Linked DNA regions of Callithrix jacchus: region 1 is linked to region 2. The links are chromatin contacts, called in public Hi-C maps. All regions are on one chromosome and are shown on one strand. Each heading gives the region's core, a stretch centred on a gene start, on an enhancer-like site or on the middle of the called end of the contact. The rest is flanking DNA. Distances are from core to core; before and after follow the strand shown.

Region 1 (4,846 bases), core at 676-3,175, 57 kb before region 2:
CAGCGGCCATGCTGCTGAGCCGTAAGTAACCAGTGTGCTATTTCCTTGCATCATAATTATTCAGAACGGGGCACCTTCCCCAGCCTGGATACCAATTTCAGCAGGCCTGAGATTTTTCTGCACATGCTTAGAATAGTCTGTGGTTGCTCTTAGCTGCAAACACAGTCTCAAGTCAGAAATTGGAATGTTATGTGAGGTATTCATCAAAACCCTGAGCTGATTCGCTGTTGTTGTTGTTGTTGAGTGTTTTGTTTTTTTGAGATGGAGTCTTGCACTGTCACCTGGGCTGGAGTGCAGTGGCATGATCTCAGCTCACTGCGACCTCTGCCTCTAGGGTTCAAGCGATTCTCCTGCCTCCTGAGTAACTGGAATTACAGGTGCCCGCCACCACGCCTGGCTAATTTTTTGTACTTTTAGTAGGGACAGGGTTTCACCATCTTGGCCAAGCTGGTCTTGAACTCCTTACCTCATGATCCACCTGCCTTATCCTCCCAAAGTGCTGGGATTACAGGCGTGAGCCACCATGCCCGGCCAACTCTGAGCTTATTTTTCCCTTAAATCCTTCACTCTTCCCCTGCTTGGGCCTGGCCAGCTGGAGACGGTGGAGAGGGCTTGGTCTTCTTTCTCTTTCTATTTGGCCTCCGCAAGCCAGTTCCATAGAGTTGGCTTCAGACTGTCTTGGCAGGCAGATGTTCAATTCTGCCTCCTTCTCTTGGAGTGCTCTTACACCCACTCCACTCAAGTTGCCGGCTGAGTGCTGGCTCAGCCTCTTTCTCCCAAAGTCCTCTGAAATCTGTGAGTGTGTCTCAAATCCAACCTCACTTCAGGTGGTCATGCGAGACCCCATCCTCAGCCCCTGGGTATTCAGCTCCAGCTGCCTCCCATTAGAATCCCTCTGCATGGACTCAAGACATGGAGTCCTTGTAGGCTCCGTCTGCCGTGGGACCTACTTCTGTTCAGAAGAAACGCTCCTGCCTCCCTAACCCAGAAAAAAACTGGGGGTGCAGGCTGGTTCCAGTGAAGTGGCAGCAGCCCCACCAGAGCAGCTGGGGAGCTGTCCTGTCATCCTCCAGATTTCCCAGGTGAAACTGGACCCCAGGCCACCCCAGCCCCCTTGCAGGGGTCTTATGTTAGACTCTTAGAGAAGCTGCCCCACAGACACTCATCCTTACCGAGGGTGAGATAAGGGAGCAGGAGCTCACCTGTCCCCAAGATGGAACCTGCAGCACAGCCTTCTTCAGGGGGGATATCCTCCATACAACACACCCCGTCACCTCTCTGTCTGCATTCTTAGAGTCTCAACGTGGAAAAGGGGTTTCAAAATCTCGGATTCGATTTTCTGGCACTTCTATAGGAAATCTTCCATAAAGTGACTGGAGCTCTCCCTTCAGGTCTTCACCCCTGTGGTGCGTATTGCCGTCTGATGGAAATCTTAGTTTTAAGGCCCCACGCCATTTATATGCATTGACCTTTTCTGCCTTCATGAGCTCAGACAACATTTTCCATTTTTAAGATGAGAAAAGTCCATCTCTGAGGACCCAGAGAGGTAAGGCCAAGGCCTCCCAACCGGCCAGTGATGAAGCTGGGATTCCAACCAGGTCTATCTGGCATCTTCTGGGAGGTGCCTGCCCAAGCCCAAGGATCTGAGAACATATAGAGAAGTGTGTTTCTCATCTGGGGCCCCAGGCCTTGGGTGACCATGAGAGGCTCCGTGCTACTTAGAGCTGATCTATGTCAGCGCCTACAGCTTGTCATTGCCCACCTCCCCACAGGACACATTCCAGGACCTAGTTTCGGAGAGGGGGCTGGGAAGACAAGATGGATAATTCTATGCTTCTGGCAACAACTCCATCTGGCTCTTTCAGCTCGAAAGAGTGCGCCAGGACGGCTGACTCACCTGGTCTAGCATCCAAGCCAAACACTGGGAGGAAAGCGCTCCGTTCAGCCAAGACTCTGGCTGCAGAAGAACGGGGATCCTGTGCCAGGATCGCAGCCATGCCCTTGTCTTGGTGTCTTCTCAGTCTGTGTGGGCCTCCTTTTCTCCATCACTTCTGCGAGCTACGGCAGCAAGACACGCCGGGGCTTCCACAGGTGGCCTGGCGCCACACAGGAAGGTGCTGAGAGGCGCAAGACGGAGCAACTGACTCATGGTCCCCATGAGAGGGGGAGGCTGTGGCACTGGCCAGCTCCCGAGATGGGCTGGGTTTGGTCTCCAGAGAGGTCCAGTCTGGTGGGCATTTCCAACATAAGGGGGTGGGCAAGAAGCCAGGGTTCATCCACAGCAGAATGGCCACCAAACATCCTGATGGAGAACAAACAGTGAGACAGAAAAATATTTACAATATGCAATGCACTGTTAAGTGAAGCACCGGCCACCAGGAGCCCATCTTTGTCAGAACAGGCCTGAAAGGGAAAGGCACAGCCTGGGTGCTTGGCTCCATCGATTCCTGTGGGTTCTTCGAAGGGTCAAATAAGGTTCCAAGGCTGACCCACAGGTGTGGGGTCAGGACAAAGTCCAGCCCCTCCCCCTTGTTGAAGCCAAGCCACTCACCTCCATCTCTCCTATATCCTCTCTCAGGGACCTGCAGGCTGGTCTTCTACATGCTCTAAACACAAAGGGAGTCTTCATACCCCACACCATGTCCCCCAGATGGCTGGGCCTCTCGCTGGGCCACCACCTGCTAAAGGCCCCCCTCAGTGATGCCAGAAGGCCCCACTCCCACCCCACCCCCAGCTTCTGGGTTTGTTTATTTTGACCCTCAGCCTCTCCATCAGAAGGAGGGACTGGATTCTCTCTGTTATGCATATACACTTGCATATGTATTCTTAGAGAAAGTTCTAGAAAGAGACCTAGCACAGTGGCTCACACCTGTAATCCCAGAACTTTGGGAGGCCGAGGTGGGCGGATCACCTGAGGTCAGAAGTTCGAGACCAGTCTGGCCAACATGATGAAACCCCACCTCTACTAAAAAGACAAAATTTGCCAGTGTGGTGGCGTGCACCTGTAATCCCAGCTACTCGGGAGGCTGAGACAGGAGAATCGCTTGAACCCAGGAGGTGGAGGCCTTAGTGAGCCGAGATCATGCCACTGCACTCCAGCCCAGGCAAGAAAGAGCAAGATTCCATCTTGGGGGAAAAAAAGTTCTGGAAAGAAACATGGCAAAATGTTAAGAATGTTTGTGACAAGGGCTTGTATTAAAATACTCTTAATTTCTGTGGGGTTTTTTTTTTTTTTGAGACGGAGTTTCGCTCTTGTTACCCAGGCTGGAGTGCAATGGTGCAATCTTGGCTCACTGCAACCTCTGCCTCCTGGGTTCAGGCAATTCTTCTGCCTCAGCCTCCCGAGTAGCCAGGATTACAAGCATGTGCCACCACGCCCAGCTAATTTTTTGTATTTTTAATAGAGACGGTGTTTCACCATGTTGACCGGGATGGTCTCGATCTCTTGACCTCATGATCCACCCGCCTCGGCATCCCAAAGTGCTGGGATTACAGGCTTGAGCCACCACGCCCAGCCCAATTTCCGTGTTTTTTTTTTACAATAAATGTGTTCCTTCTCTATGTCACCAAAGACATCAAACCCATTGCCCTGAACTGCTTCAAATTCCTATTGCCTTCTCCCCCTCCCTCCCCGAAGCCCACAACTGTCTCTGAACCCACATCCATCCCTCCCTCCAGAATCAGAGACTGAGGCGAACTCTTTGTTCTCACTGCCTCTCACCATGTTCTTGCTCTACCCACTGTGTAAAATTCATCTCCGAATACCTCACAGAGTTGTCAGGAGTAAGACTTGTGAATTATTCGTGTAGTACCTGATCAGTAGAGCTCAGCCAGATGCGGTAGCTCTCGCCTGTAATCCTAACACCTTGGGAGGCCAAGGCGGGTGAATCACCTGCTGGTGATTTTTGGTGGGTAACCTTTATCATGTTCAAAAAGCTTCCTTCTATTCCCAATTTGGTTAAGTTTTACCATGAATGCATATAATTTTTTATCAAGTGGCTTTTTCTGCAACTATTAGGAAGATCATAGATTTCTCCTTTAATTTTTTAATATGATGAGTCATATTAAATAATCCCAGCACTCTGGGATTATTAGCATTTAATACTAGAGTGTAAGAATGTTTATTCTTAGTATTCCAAATACTAGTTTGGGCTAATTAATTCATTTTGCTTGTATTTTATTTTATGACTTTTGTATCTGCATTCATAAGTGAACGTGTCCATTCTCTATTACTATTGAAATGACAATAACTGATGGAAACAACAATAAAATTAGCTGGGTGGTGACGCCTGCCTCCAGGGCAGCTACTCAGGTGGTGAGGCAGGAAGATCACTTGAACCCAGGAGGGCAAGGCAGCAGTGAGCCATGATCGTGCCACTGCACTCCAGCCTGGGTGACAAAGTGAGACCTGGTCTCAAAAATAATAATAATAGGCTGAGCACAGTGGCTCGTGTCTGAAATCCCAGCACTTTGGGAGGCTGAGGCGAGTGGATCACAAGGTCAGGAGTTCAAGACCAGCCTGGCCAACATGGTGAAACCCCATCTCTACTAAAAATACAAAAATTAGCTGGACATGGTGTCTCATGCCTGTAGTCCCAGCTACTCAGGAGGCTGAGGCAGAATTGCTTGAAGCAGGACCTGGGAGGTGGAGGTTGCAGTGAGCCAACATCGTACCACTGCACTTCAGCCTGGGCTACAGAGCAAGACTCTGTCTCAAAAATAATAATAATAAACAGATGGTAGCTGCAACGTCTGTCATTACTTAACCTTAGATGTCACACACCATGATTTTCTGCACCACCCTACTGGTTACACAGATAAGCCCTATTTCTTGTGGAAAGGTATG
Region 2 (4,578 bases), core at 1,626-4,125:
AATAAAGAAATGGAGACTAGGCGCGGTGGCTCACACCTGTCATCCCAGCACTGTGGGAGGTTAACGCAGGTGGATCACTGGAGGTCAGGAGTTGGAGACCAGCCTGGCCAACATGGTGAAACCCCATCTCTACCAAAAATACAAAAACGAGCTGGGTGTGGTGGCAGGCACCTGTAATCCCAGCTACTTGGGAGGCTGAGGCAAGAGAATTGCTTGAATCCAGAAGGCAGAGGTTGCAGTAAGCCGAGATCACACCATTGCACTCCAGTCAGTGTGAGTGACAAAGTGAGACGCCATCTCAAAAAAAAAAAAAGGAGTCTTCATGAGGTGGGTGGTGCCTTCCCTGTTTTTCTCTGAGAGTTTGAGTAACTCACCCAAGGCTGCACAGCAAGTAATCTAACTTCAGAGTCTATATTCTTGTATCGCTCTCAGAATCTTTAGCGCTTAGTGAAGTCTTTTCTGAGAGTTAACTAGTTAACTGCTTAGCGTATATATATATAATTTTTTTTTTTTTTTTAATGGAGTCTGGCTCTGCCGCCCAGGCTGGAGTGTAGTGGCTCGATCTTGGCTCACCACAACTTTAGCCTCCTGGGTTCAAGCGATTCTCCCGCCTCAGCCTACCGAGTAGCTGGGATTACAGGCGCGCCACCACCACACCCGGCTCATTTTTGTATTTTTAGTAGAGACAGGGTTTCACCATGATGGCCAGGCAGGTCTCGAACTCCTGACCTCAAGTGATCCACCCGCCTCAGCCTCCCAAAGTCCTGGGATTACAGGCGTGAGTCATCGCGCCCGGCCGAGGTCTCTTAAGAATAAGTAAGGCAAAGGGTGTATGAGCCGCACAAGACAGTGTCTAGCACAGAGTAGGCAGCGATTATAAAGATGCTCAGGAGTTTGCCAGCACTATGACAAAAGGCCATCCAGACACCCAGCACGGCATGCGTGAAGCCAGAGAGCTGAGTCTCCGTTTTCTCATTCATAAAGTGTTTCCTGAGGGAGGTCCCTACATCAGGACCTGCTGGTAGGAGCAGGCCACAAGAGCTGGGTGGGCATGGGGCCCAGGGACATGTCCGCGAGGTTAGCGTCTTCCTCCAAACCTCGTACCTTACTTACCTCGGTCAAACTTCTTGCCCTCTGGGTCAATATCCTTCACATCGAAAATATCCTCAAACAGGATGCCCGCCATCGCAAGTGGGCCAGGAGAGCAGCAGAAGGGGTTAACGCGCGACCACGGCTGGGAGTACGCGCACCCCCTCGCGTGGAGAAGGGAGATGAGCAAAAGCACCTCCAGAAAGGCGGCAGCTAGACAAGAGTAGCGCATGCGCACAAACAGGCGGTAACGCGACCACTTCCGCCACAATCTTCCTCTCGGGGCTACCTAACTTCCTCCCCGAAAGACTGTTTCCGAGAGGCTTCGGCATTGAGGGCGGGTCTCACGGCCAGGTGGCTCCGCCCAGGGCGGGGAAACAATAGGTCCAACCTCCCGCGGCTGTAGAGCGGCTTCTGCTACGCTGGGGCTTTACTGCGCGCTCTTCAGAGTCTGAGTCCAGAAGATTGGAATGCGTGGGGGCCTAACCCAGGCAGGGACCTTGATCCTTGGCCCAGAGCGGCCAGGCCCTAGCCCTATCCCGCCGGTCCTCGTGCCCGCCAAGGGCACAGTCCTCGCCGAGGGCAGGTGGAGAAGAACCCCGCCCCAGAGGTGCCCAGCCCCTCCAGGAGACACCAAGGACGCCGGGGCCGGCCTGGGCCGGCTGGGCCCTTCTGGATGTAACCTGAGCCGGATCCGTCCAGTTTGGGAATTTGCCATGACGTCGCTTTGGAGAAATGGAAAGGCTGCATGGTCCCCTCCCCTCATACGGCACCCCACGACACTGCCCTCTTCCCCCAGGCCCTGGTTTTCCCGCGCACCGCCCCTTCAGCCTGGCTCCCGCCCCCTGGGCACTCCCCCTCCAGCTTGGTACTCTGCGTTCCCGTTTACTGGACACGGATCCCCTCCGTACCCCTTCGGCCTAGCACTGCCCTCTCCCTTGAATACCAGCTCTTCCCTCGCACTGGCCCTTCCTCCTGGGTGGCGGCTTCTCTCCCAGGGCCCCCCCCCCTCCCCGGGCACTGCCCCCGCCCCCCGAGCCCCGCCTCTGCCTCCCAAATAGCCCTTCCTTCTGGTACTACTGGCTCTCCCGCACCCTGTCCGCGTCCTGGGCGCCGCCCCCGCTCCTCTCACACTGTCGCTCAGCTGCCCGTCCACCCTGCGCGCGCTCCGCCCTCTTTTCTATCCTTCCCTGGCCCCTGACAGAGAACCCCGAGCACCAGCAGACCGTTCCCCGAAAGCGGAGGGACAGCAGCAGCGACTCGGGTTCCTCCTTGAGCCCAGCCAGGGAGAAGCGACCTCTGCTCTCCACGCCCGCGTTCCGGGCGTGGACTCCCGGCCCGTGGAGCTCCCCTCCTCCGGCCTACCCCTTCCGGGGCCCTCCCAACCTCCACCCCCGCACACCCCGCAGGCCGGGTTGCTCCGGGTGCACCTCCCTGGGGCAGCCCCGGGAAAGGAAGGAGTAAGGAAGACGGCCCCGATCCGCCCCGAATCCTCCCAGCTTTGCTGCTCACCCCTGACAGGCCTGTCAGAGCTGCAAGTCCCTTGGGACGGGGAGAGGGGAAGCGGCTTCTAACCGGCTGACCCGGAGGCGTCCGATGTAGATCACTCAGCACCCCCATCCCTGAGCCCTGCGGAGCTCGGGCATCTGCAGCCCCTCCTGCCCGGACGCAGGGAACCGCCAACCCGGCCCGGCCCCTCCACGTGCCCGCGGACCCGCCCCTGCCCGGCCCCGGGCGCCCCTCTCCTTCCCCGGCCTCCGCAGGGAGCCGGCGCGGGCTCCAGACTGCTCAGCGCCCCCTACCGCCTCTCGGGAGGCCCCGCGCGGACCCCGGCCTGGCTGGGCCGGCCCCTCCGGATGGGCTGGCGGGCGGAGCAGCGCAGAGGGCACCACCCTCGGCCCGCCCGCCGAGGAGGGGACAGGAGCCGGAGGCTGCGCCTGCGGCGCCCGCTCCGGGCCCGCCGCACTCTGCTCTCGGTCTCCCGGGCTGCGGGGACGGGACGGCCGCCGGCGCTGACTCTGCGGGCCGGAAGCCGAGTAGAGGGCAGAGCCCGAGCCCCGGAGGGAGGCGAGAGGGCAGTGCAGGGAGATGGCGTCGGCCGCGGCAGCGGAGGAGGGGATGGAGCCGCGGGCGCTGCAGTACGAGCAGACCCTGGTAAGTGAAGCCGAGCCCAGCCCGCGGAGTGCGCTCCGGGACCGCTGCTCCAGGTTACCCTCGGCAGCGCGAGGACCGAGGGCCTATCTGAATCCCGTCCCAGCCTTTTGAGCTGGGGAAACTGAGGCTCGGAAGTCCGAGGCTGCGGGGCCGAAGGGATGGAAAGATGCATGCTGGCTTCTCGCTGAGGCTGAGGGCCTACAGAGGACAAGGACACCAGGTACTTGTCTCAGGTGCCCTTCCCTTCACCCCCCAACACACACGTTTTCTTTGCTTCTCCCCTCATCACCTGGGCCTGAGTCTCAGCACCCACTGCCCCTTCCGCGGCACCATTCACACCATTGAACTTTCTCCACGCCACTGTCTCCGCCACCCAAGACATTCCCTGTGTCCCTGGCATGCGCCTGGCACCGTTCTAAGCATAGAATCCAGTGTGTAGTAAGAGGGTCAGCCCCAGCCCCTACCTCTGAGGGCTCCACACCCAGCGTTGGCAGGAGTCCTTCTGTTGACTCTGGAAAAAGGTGGCTTGCCACTCTGGGGGACAGGAGCTTTAGGGAGGGTGGGTGAAGCAGGAATAGGTGTGGGAATTGGGACCTTTGTCCATTCTGACACGGGGTAGCCAGCCCCCACCCACCCCAGGGTGTGTCACTTGACCCCATTAGAAGCAGGGGTCCTGGGCTCTGAGCTGACTCATTGCCCCCATTGTTACTTGGCATTTGAGAAGCCACGTGACCCCCCCCCCCATGTCACTGAGGTGGAAGACCGAACCCTAGAGAAAGGAAGGGGCCCCTACCAGTTTGGGCTGGAATTTGCCCAGAAAGGTGGCAGGGAGGGAACATCTTGGGGAAGAGAGGCTATAACTGAGTCTGGGAGGTGCCCAGTTAGGAGAGAGTAGCTGGATGAATCAGGATGGCCGGGAGAGGTGGGAGTAGGTCTGAGTAAAGGAACCATCCCTTGGGATGGGGTAGGAGATACTTGTCAGTCTGCCCAGACCAGGATAGGAGCGTGGTCAAGGAAGCCAGGTACCTGGTGCCTCTGTTGCACTGGCCACCTCTCCACCTCCGTCCCTTCCAGCTGTCTCTGGAATGAGCTCTCAGGGGCCAGCCCTGTCCCAGGCACTCTAAGCTCTAGCCTCCCCCGTTCCCGTCCCATCCTTCATCCTTCCCACTCGCCTCCCTCCTCCTACACGGTGCCTGCCTTTTTACACTCTCTGTGCTTCGCTTCCTCCTCCCGACTTCTTCCACTGTCATCCCTTCTTTCTCTTGCCCGTCTCTTCGCCTTGCCTTTTCTCTTTTCCTTTCTCCTCCCTAGTTCCCTCTCTTCTCTTTGCTTGCC

Evidence for each region. A called contact is a pair of places that touch in the nucleus more often than the background predicts.
Region 1: a Hi-C map of induced pluripotent stem cells shows a contact between it and region 2, with 1.9 times the contacts expected there. The contact joins the enhancer-like site here to the promoter of POLR2H in region 2. A contact is called at or near these places in 2 of 3 Hi-C or Micro-C datasets (induced pluripotent stem cells and skeletal muscle).

The regions. Positions count from the first base shown.
Region 1 is chr15:13,394,465-13,399,310 of calJac240_pri, reverse strand. No RefSeq gene overlaps it. Among named protein-coding and RNA genes, the nearest start is that of CHRD, 39 kb to the right of the region's middle. Within about 2 kb of position 1,925, at least 2 of the 16 cell types and tissues checked have an H3K27ac peak or open chromatin away from gene starts, as enhancers often do.
Region 2 is chr15:13,338,611-13,343,188 of calJac240_pri, reverse strand. POLR2H (RNA polymerase II, I and III subunit H) reads right to left here and starts at 2,875. Exons shown (of 5, transcript XM_035275288.3): 1 at 2,602-2,875. It overlaps CLCN2 (chloride voltage-gated channel 2), which reads left to right and starts at 3,052. Exons shown (of 23, transcript XM_078350383.1): 1 at 3,052-3,243. The coding sequence starts at 3,178.